Regions from separate parts of the Capra hircus genome. Here region 1 is linked to region 2. A link is a contact called in public Hi-C data. All regions are on one chromosome and are shown on one strand. The core of a region is the stretch at or near the end of the contact, and the rest is flanking DNA. Distances in the headings are between cores, read along the strand shown.

Region 1 (4,203 bases), core at 288-2,787, 140 kb before region 2:
TAAAGTGGGTGCACCGTGATGGAGAGTGGCTGCAGTCTGTGCCGGTTCCCATGGGCGGGGAGAGTCCAGGAGCCCTTCTGGGGTCCCTGGGAGAAGGCTCTTAGGAGGCAAGCAGAGAGGCGGTGAAGGATGGTGAGCTGGGTGCACAGAGAAGGGGAGGGAGAAAGAGAACAGAGGGGAGGCGGGAACCCTTGACTGCTGCTGCCTTTTTTAAATTACACAACTTTATATTTCATTTGATTTCCCTCTTACAGAGAGCAAGAATTCCCGAATACCCTTCATCCAGATTCCACAAACACTAATATTTCCCCCATTTGCCTTTCATTTTTTCCTGAACCGTTTGACCATAAATTGCAGACGTGATTACTCCTTTACCCCTAAATTCTTAAGTGTGTTTCCTGAAAGCAAGGAGATTTTCTCATGGCAGCACGGAGGTTTCCTCAAGGTCCGGAGATGAACACTGATACTCTATTCTTATCTAAGTTACAGCCCTTATTCCGATTTCCAGGCTTCTTATCGTAAACTCCACTTCAGCATCCCCTCCACAACTGCAGGGCAGAAGGGACACCCCCATCCCACCCTTTTCTGTTGGGGATTCATTTCTGGGGTGCACTCACTCGCGGAGTCCTGTTAGGGTGAGAGCTCGGTCTGCCACAGGGAACATTTGCATCCCCCCTCTTGCCGAACAGGAGTCAAAAATGAGAGCGGCCGACACTGCCTGACTGGTGTGACCCCCTTTCTGCTCCTCAAAGAAAGTTCCATCCTAGAAATACCAGCTACCACTTACTGAGCCCACTGAATCACAGGAACTTTAAATAAGTCATCTTATTTAATCTTATCCACCAGGGACAGGCATGTTATTATCTCCGTTTTGTAGAAACGGAAGTTGAGGCTCAGGGAAGCTGAGTGACTTCCGTTGGTCACAGAGCCAGGATGACCAGGGCCTTGGCCTTTCCACCACCACCGTGATGCTTGTCTCATGGTACTGGACCTTCCCTGAGATAAAACATCAGACAAGTGGCCCCATGAACCCCTCTGGCCCATCCAACCATGTAGGCCTAGCTCTAGTAACCCGCTTAGGGGAGGTCTTCCCAGATCAGCCATGTCTGCCATATCTTTTCTCCCTGGTCGTCTTTGAGTGTGTCCTGCCTTCAGAGGTAAATTAATGATATTTTGATTTGATCACGGGGAGTGGGCTATGCTGGGGGAGGTGGCTTAGAGTGAACTCTGTGTCTACTTTGTGCCACACAGCCTGCCTGACATTGTCATGGAAACCATCTCATGTAATTCAACAGTTTAGGAAGATGTAATGATGGAAGACATTCATGATAGATGCAGAAACTGAAGCTCAGAACAGCGATGTGATTCTTTTTTTCAAGATGACCTAGCAAATGAGAAGCAAAATTGAGATGCAGATGTCGGTCTGGCTGAGTCTTGGGCTCTTTTTACCCCACTCAGCTATCTAGTAGGATGTAGGCCACACGTTTTCAAAGTTCCTGCATTTCGTGGATGCCCGCAAGAGGGCACCAGGCCTTTGGGTATGAGAGAGGGTCCTGGTAGAGAACTGCCTCTGTGGCGCTGCCTGATTTCAGCAGCAGGTGGCAGCATAAGCAAAAGAATCACTGACCATTTTTAATCAGCTGCGAAAGTGCTTGGGATTTTAAGACACAGACTCATGGACTTCAAGCTAGGGTACATCTGCCCTGGGATCTTGCTTTAAGTTTCGACCTGTTGTTGTTTGCATTAATTTTTATTTTTTAAAACACTGTGTTCAAATATTTTGTATCATGATTACTGAGTTTTTTAGGCACTTCCTTAAATTTTGTACCCCAGTTAAATGCCTCACTCACCATACTATTCCTTATGGCACTGGCTACAAAATTAAAAATTTCCAAGGTGCATGAACAATAATAAGGTACTGGTTTCTAGATCTTCAGCTTCTATACTACTCTTTATTAGAATTGATGGTAGAGCCCTCTTTCATCATCACGCATTTCCCTCTTTACCATGTGCTGCCCTGGTGTGCAAAGATTTTGAGGATGTCCAACAAAGGGACAATTTGAAATATTGCTGTAAGTGCCGGTCACGCAAAATGCTGGGTAAAAGCTTTCGCAAGTTCAGCTGTTTCCAGTTCTTTGCCTTGGAGAAGAGGTTAATCGAGGTGTCAGTACTATCTTTCCTGGTTGGCAACTCACCCATCAGTCTCTCCCAACCTCCCTAAACCACAGGTTTTCCTGCATAATTGCTAGTTGCATGGCAAAGAAGACCGGTTCAAACTCTGGTCAGAGTCGGCCCCTGGAATGTGAGCTTCCCTCTCACACACATAAACATACTTGCTTCAAATGAAAACATTAAACCACTCCTGTGTCCTCGCACAACCTCCAGGCACATTCTTTGGATTTTGGCTTTGCTGAGAGAAGGTGGAAGTATTCATAAAAGCAAAGAGAATGAGCAGTGAGTGCATTCCTACTGTGTGCTGGGCACTGACCCACAACCCCCTTCCTATGTCCTGACAACAGCTCATGAATGACCTCACTCAACAGTCATACTAACCTAGGAGAGCGCTTTTATTAAGCCTATTTCATAGTTGAAGAAAACAGTAGAGAGAGGATAATTTTTCTAAGAACATCCATGAATGGGGCTGGATTTCAGGTCTGTTGAGTTCCAAGGCCCATGTACTATCTATTATTTACATTCAGCCCTTCCTGAATCTTGAAGAAAGTTTTCAGATATTTCATGATGTGACTGTGAAGCTTTTGTGAAAAGGAGTTGATGGTCATGTGCATTGGTGTATATTTGTGATTGCTGGAAAGGAATTCTGTAAAAACACATTTTCCACCCAGATTTTCCAGGGCTATTTCTGAAGCTTAACATTAGATTCTACTTCACCTGTTTTTCATGGGTGACTCATGAAAAGCACGGTTTATGAGTCTCTTTCATGCTAAAAATCATGACACAATCTATGAAACTAACCATTTTCTCCACTAGAATGCACTGCTGTTTTGTACAGCATGAGAACACAGTCGCAGGAGAAACAGCTCAAAGATCAATGCAATCTTCACATGAAAAAAACTGAGGCCCAGGGCGGCTAAGTGACTAGCCAAGGTCATGTTGCTTGCAAGAGAATGAGCCGAAGAGTCTCACTTTGTTAGCAGAAAGAGCTTTGTGCAAACCATTTCTCCAAACAGCCAGCTAGTAAGTACTGAGCTCCTTCCGTATGCCAATTGCTCAGACAGAAGCTAGGCCACAACGCCTGGATCCTGTTCTTGAGGTGTTCACTGCCCTGCCATTTCTGAGGCTGCTCAAAGACAGAGGGATGGGGCTGGTTGTATCCTCTAAGGGTGGCTTTCCTGTTTTGCATTGTTGGGAAAACAACTGCGCAGTAGTAGTAGGAAAGTGTCTTTCCGATTAAGACATGCAAGCCAAATAATAAGCCAGAGTCAAATCGGGAAACTAGTTTCCTCCCGTTCATCAGCAAGTTCCGCCAGGAAAACCTTAAACCTGGCTGAAGCTACTCATGGATGGTGCAATACCAATCAGGAAGAAATCCTGGATTTGGATTCCAGCTCTTCAAATGATGATGCATCAGGGATTTTAATTCATCCCACCTGAAGATGAGGTGCCACCACCCACTGGATCTACTCCCCACTCTCCACCTCCAAAACCGTAAACCACCCTGAGATCCCCGTCTCTCACAGACAAGAAGGAGATCTCCACCCACAGGCAGGGACAACACTCATGCTCAGTTCAAAGCAGTTACAGAAGATGGACTAGAACTTCCCTGGCGGTCTAGTGGTTAAGAATCCGCCTGCCAACGCAGGGATGAGGGTTCGATCCCTGGTCCGGGAAGATTCCACATGTCCTGGGGCAACTAAGCCCGTGCACTGCAACGGCTCAGCGCATCATGCTGCAACTACTGAAGCCGGAGCGCAGCCACTACAGCGTCTCAGCCCCCATTCACTACAACTAGAGAAAGTCTGCACGAAGCAATGAAGACCCAATGCAACGAATAAATAAAAATTAAAACACCAAGATGGACCATAGATACTTTCGCCCTTAGAAGATTTTAAGTGTCCAGACTCCTTGAAGGAGTAATGTTGGAGCAGGGAGATAGCCAGGTGCAAACTACAGGGGCACACAGGCCAACAGCAGGAAATCATGTATCTTGTAAACAAAGGGGGTCCTTAGGCAGACCAAGAAGGA
Region 2 (4,223 bases), core at 1,397-3,896:
AACTGAACTGAACTGAAAAGACAAGGAAGGGAAAAGCCCGTGAAAATAGAACAAAGGAAGGTCAAAGGAAGGTCCGAGGACTGGAGTGAGGACTTCAGGTAGAACAAACAGCACTTCTGGCGAGCCCAGTTTGCACAGGGCAGGCCCGGGGGAGGGAACGCATAGAAAGAGGAGCCAAATCTCTCTCTCTCTCTCTCTCTCTCTCTCTCTCTCTCTCTCTCTCTCTCTCTCTCTCTCTCGTGCGCGCACGCTGGGGCGCTCGTCTCTTCGCGTCTTTGGGTCGACATGCCCTCACGCCTCGAGGATGGATTTTCCTGCTATTATCTAAATAAAATAGAGCTGTAACACGGAGCGGTAACACTGATTTGTCTAAGAGCTATAACACGGTCCGTTTGAGACCTGAGAGCTATAACATGGTCTGTCCAAGACCCGAGAGCTGTGACATGCCAAGGGCTTTAATGTCCGTCACTCCAAATCTTTGTTGGAAAGAGACAGAACCAAGGAGCATACACTCGCCTGACAGATGTATGGGGTTAAATAAAATATGTCGTTAAAATTAATTTCACCTAGATCTCCTTCTTAAAAATAAACTTTTAATTTTAGAATACTTTCAGATTTACAGAAAAATTTCTAAGATAATATAGAGAAGTCCATATGCCCCACACCCAATTTCCCAATTATTAACATCTTAATATTGTTAGCATATAATTACCAATGAGGACTTACTGTATAGCACAGGGGACTATGCTAAATGTTTTGTAATAATCTATAAGGGAAAAGAATCTGGAAAAGGATATACATATATATAATTGAATCTCTGTGCTGTATACCTGAAGCTAATATGATATTGTAAATCAACTATACTTCAATAAAAAGTTTTTCAAAATAAAAATGTATTCATAGGATATATTTGTTACAGTTAATGAGCCAATATTGATACATTGATATATCCCTGGGTTGGGAAGATCCTCTGGAGGAAATGGTAACCTATTCCAGTATTCTTGCCTGGAGAATCCCATGGACGGAGGAGCCTGGCAGGCTATAGTCCACGGGGTCACAAAGAGTCGGACATGACTGAGCGACTTCACTTTCACTTTCACATTGATATATTATTGACTGAATTTTATTCAGATTTCCCTAGTTTTTCTCTAATGTCTTTTTCTGTTCCAGGATCCCTATCAGGTCACTATGTCACACCACATCGCCTTAGGCTCCTCCTGGCTGTGACCGTTTCTCACACTGTCCTTGGTTTTGATGATCTTGACAGTTTTTTGAGGACTACCAGTCAGGTATGTTGTAGAATGCCCCTCAATTAGAATTAGAATTGTCTGATGTTTTCTCATAATTAGACTGGGGTTATGGGTTTTGGGAAGAAAGACCTCCTAAAGGTAAGATGCCCTTGTCATCACAGCAGGTCAAGGGTATCTACTGTTGACATGACTATCACTGTTGATGTAAACCTCAGTCAACTGGCCGAGGTGGCCTCTGCATGGTTCTCCACTGTAAAGTGACTCTCGGCCCACACTTACGAGTGAGGAGTTGTGTTCCACACCCTTGTGAGTGTAGACCTACATAGATTATTTGGAATGCTTCTGTAAGGGAGATTTGTTTCTTCTCTCCATTTATTTATTCAATCACTTATTTATATCAGAAAGGAGTTTTAGATACTTATTTTTAAATAAATTTATTTATTTTAAATATTTATGAATTTATTTGGGGCCTTACTCGTGGCATGTAGGATATTTTAGTTGTGACATTCGAAGTCTTAGTTGCAGCATGTGAGACCCAGTTCCCTGACCAGGGATCGAACCCCAGGCCCCCTGCACTGGAAGCATAGTCTTAACCACTGGATCACCAGGGAAGTCCCTTTAATTTATTTTTAAATTGGAGTGTAATTGCTTTACAATGTTGTGTTAATTTTTTCCAAGTAGCTGGGTCAGAACTATTGACCAGTTACTTGCAGAATCTAGGGTATTTGCAGAGCCAGCCTTGGCCTCCTAGAAAGGGCGCCACCTGGTGGCGAGCACTCTAGGGATGGGCGTGCCTTCTCTTTCGTACTACTGCATGTGGAGGTGGGGACTAACCGAGGTGAAGGCGTGGGGAGTGGCCTCTTGCAGCCTCAGACTTACCTGGCAAGTCACTGCCTGGGACACAGTTGCTGGCGAGCTGAGATTGAGGGCTTCCTGAGGCAGTGGAGGCAGATGTTGGAATTCAAGTCCCAGCTTTAATGGGGAGAACTTAGGCAAGCAGTGCAATCTCTCCAAGACTCAGTTTCTTACCTGTAAAGGGGAGATCAAAGGACCTATCTCCCTGAGTTCCTTCTAAAGAATAAATTAGATTAGGCATGATCTGAGTTTGGGTTCTCCAAAAGCAGGTCCTAAAATTCAGATGTAAGTAATTTATTTGGAGGTGATCTCAGGAAATACCACTTGGGGAGGACATGAGACAGGTGAGACAAAGAAAATAGCAAGAGTGACTTATCCAGAAAGCGTGCTGCCACCAGGGGCACCAAGTACTTAATCCTTCTCAGCATTACCCTGGCCTGAGGGCATAGAGCCGGGGTGTTTCCACAGATTCCCAGCAGTTCCTGATGGGGGCTCCTCTTGGAGGGCCTCAATTCCTCAACATTGCTGGCTTATTCGATACAAGCACATAGTGGGGCGCAGCAACCAGTGTCCTAAGAGTCAGAAAGGACAGTATGTGGAAGCTGGGTCAACATGCATGAAAATAGGGGTTTCCCCAGCGGCTCAGCAGTAAAGAATCTGCCTTCAGTGAAGGAGATGCAGAAGACAGGGGTTCAATCCCTGGGTCAGGAAGATCCCCTGGAGGAGGGAATGGCAACCCACTGCAGTATTCTTGCCGGGAGAGTCCCATGGACCAAGGAGCTTGGGAGGCTACAGCCCATGGGGTCGCCGAGAGTCCGTCCGACACGACTGTGCGACTTTCACTTCACTTTCACGGGGAGCACATACGTCAACAACTCTACCAGCAGCGGCGTGATGTCCCCCATATTATAGATAAGGAAGCTGGAGCTCACGGAGTGTCAGAGCCTCGTCTGGTTCTGGGGAAGATGACGTCCGTATCAGTGTCCCGTGGGTAGGTACGGCTGATCCTGCCAGGGCCCGGATTGTAAAGAATTTTCATCCTGTGCCCGAATAAAGATGTTCTCTCTATATATTTCTGAGCCCGATCATGACTGCCCAGAAGTGTGTTTCCTTCTGTAACATGTCAAGGCTGAATCTTTTGTGTTCTGCCCTGGGTGTGCACCCAGTAATGAACTCCATTCAAGCCCCACGGCTACCTGCAGTCCCTGGGACTCATTGATAGTTTTGGAATATTAACACAAGGAATAACTCTCACTGGTTGGTGAGAGCAAGGGAATGGTTTCATCTTTCTTTTCCTGCGCCAATAGACCTGAGAGAGAAGAGGTAATTGGTGGAAACAGGAAAAGGCTGTGGGCCCGCTCTCTCCCTCTCTTCCAGTTGCGTCACGTGGGATACTGGAGGCTGCCTGCCCACGGCACCTCGCTTCTGTCCACCCGGAACCCAGGGTCTCATTGCTGGCCTCATAGACGTAAATAGCAGGTCTGCTCAGCTCTCCTTTGTAAGTGTCACGGTCACATCTGTCAGTGCTGGTGACGAGGCTCATGCAGGACTAGCAGGAGAGCAGCCGGAAGTGGGCGGGGCAGGGCTGCCACAGAGAACATCAGGGTTTCGGCGCAAGGAACTGTTTCCGGTTCACGCCACTGAACAGAGGATAAAACCCATCTTTTGTGGTCAGCTCTTGGTTGGAGCCAGGATTATGATTATTTTTTTAAAATATGTTATTCTTCAATTTTTATTATTAAAGAAATTTTTATTGTGGTAAAATACATGTAACATAAAACTTGCCATTTTAACTTTTTAATTTTTTAAATTTGAATTTTATTTATTTATGGCTGGGCTGGATCTTTGTTGCTGCAAGTGGGCTTTCTTTAGCTGCGGCGAGCGGGGCTACTCTCTAGTTGTGGACACAGGCTGTAGGCATGGCAGCACACGGGCTCAGTAGTTGTGGTGCTTGGGCTTAGTTGCCCTGTGGCATGAGGAATCTTCCTGGACCAGGAATTGAACCCATGCCCCTGCATTGGCAGGTGGATTCTTATCCACTGGACCAGGAGGGATGTCCCCATTTAAACTATTTTTAGATGTGTGGTTCAGTGGCATTAATTATGCTCACAATGTTTT

What was found. A called contact is a pair of places that touch in the nucleus more often than the background predicts.
Region 1: a Hi-C map of blood shows a contact between it and region 2, with 12 times the contacts expected there. The contact joins two enhancer-like sites. A contact is called at or near these places in 2 of 5 Hi-C or Micro-C datasets (both in blood).

Annotation. Positions count from the first base shown.
Region 1 is chr22:54,157,380-54,161,582 of ARS1.2, reverse strand. CLEC3B (tetranectin) reads left to right here. Exons shown (of 3, transcript XM_018067001.1): 3 at 1-19. Among named protein-coding and RNA genes, the nearest start is that of CLEC3B, 8.3 kb to the left of the region's middle. Within about 2 kb of position 1,537, at least 2 of the 5 cell types and tissues checked have an H3K27ac peak or open chromatin away from gene starts, as enhancers often do.
Region 2 is chr22:54,018,999-54,023,221 of ARS1.2, reverse strand. No RefSeq gene overlaps it. Among named protein-coding and RNA genes, the nearest start is that of TMEM158, 16 kb to the right of the region's middle. Within about 2 kb of position 2,646, at least 2 of the 5 cell types and tissues checked have an H3K27ac peak or open chromatin away from gene starts, as enhancers often do.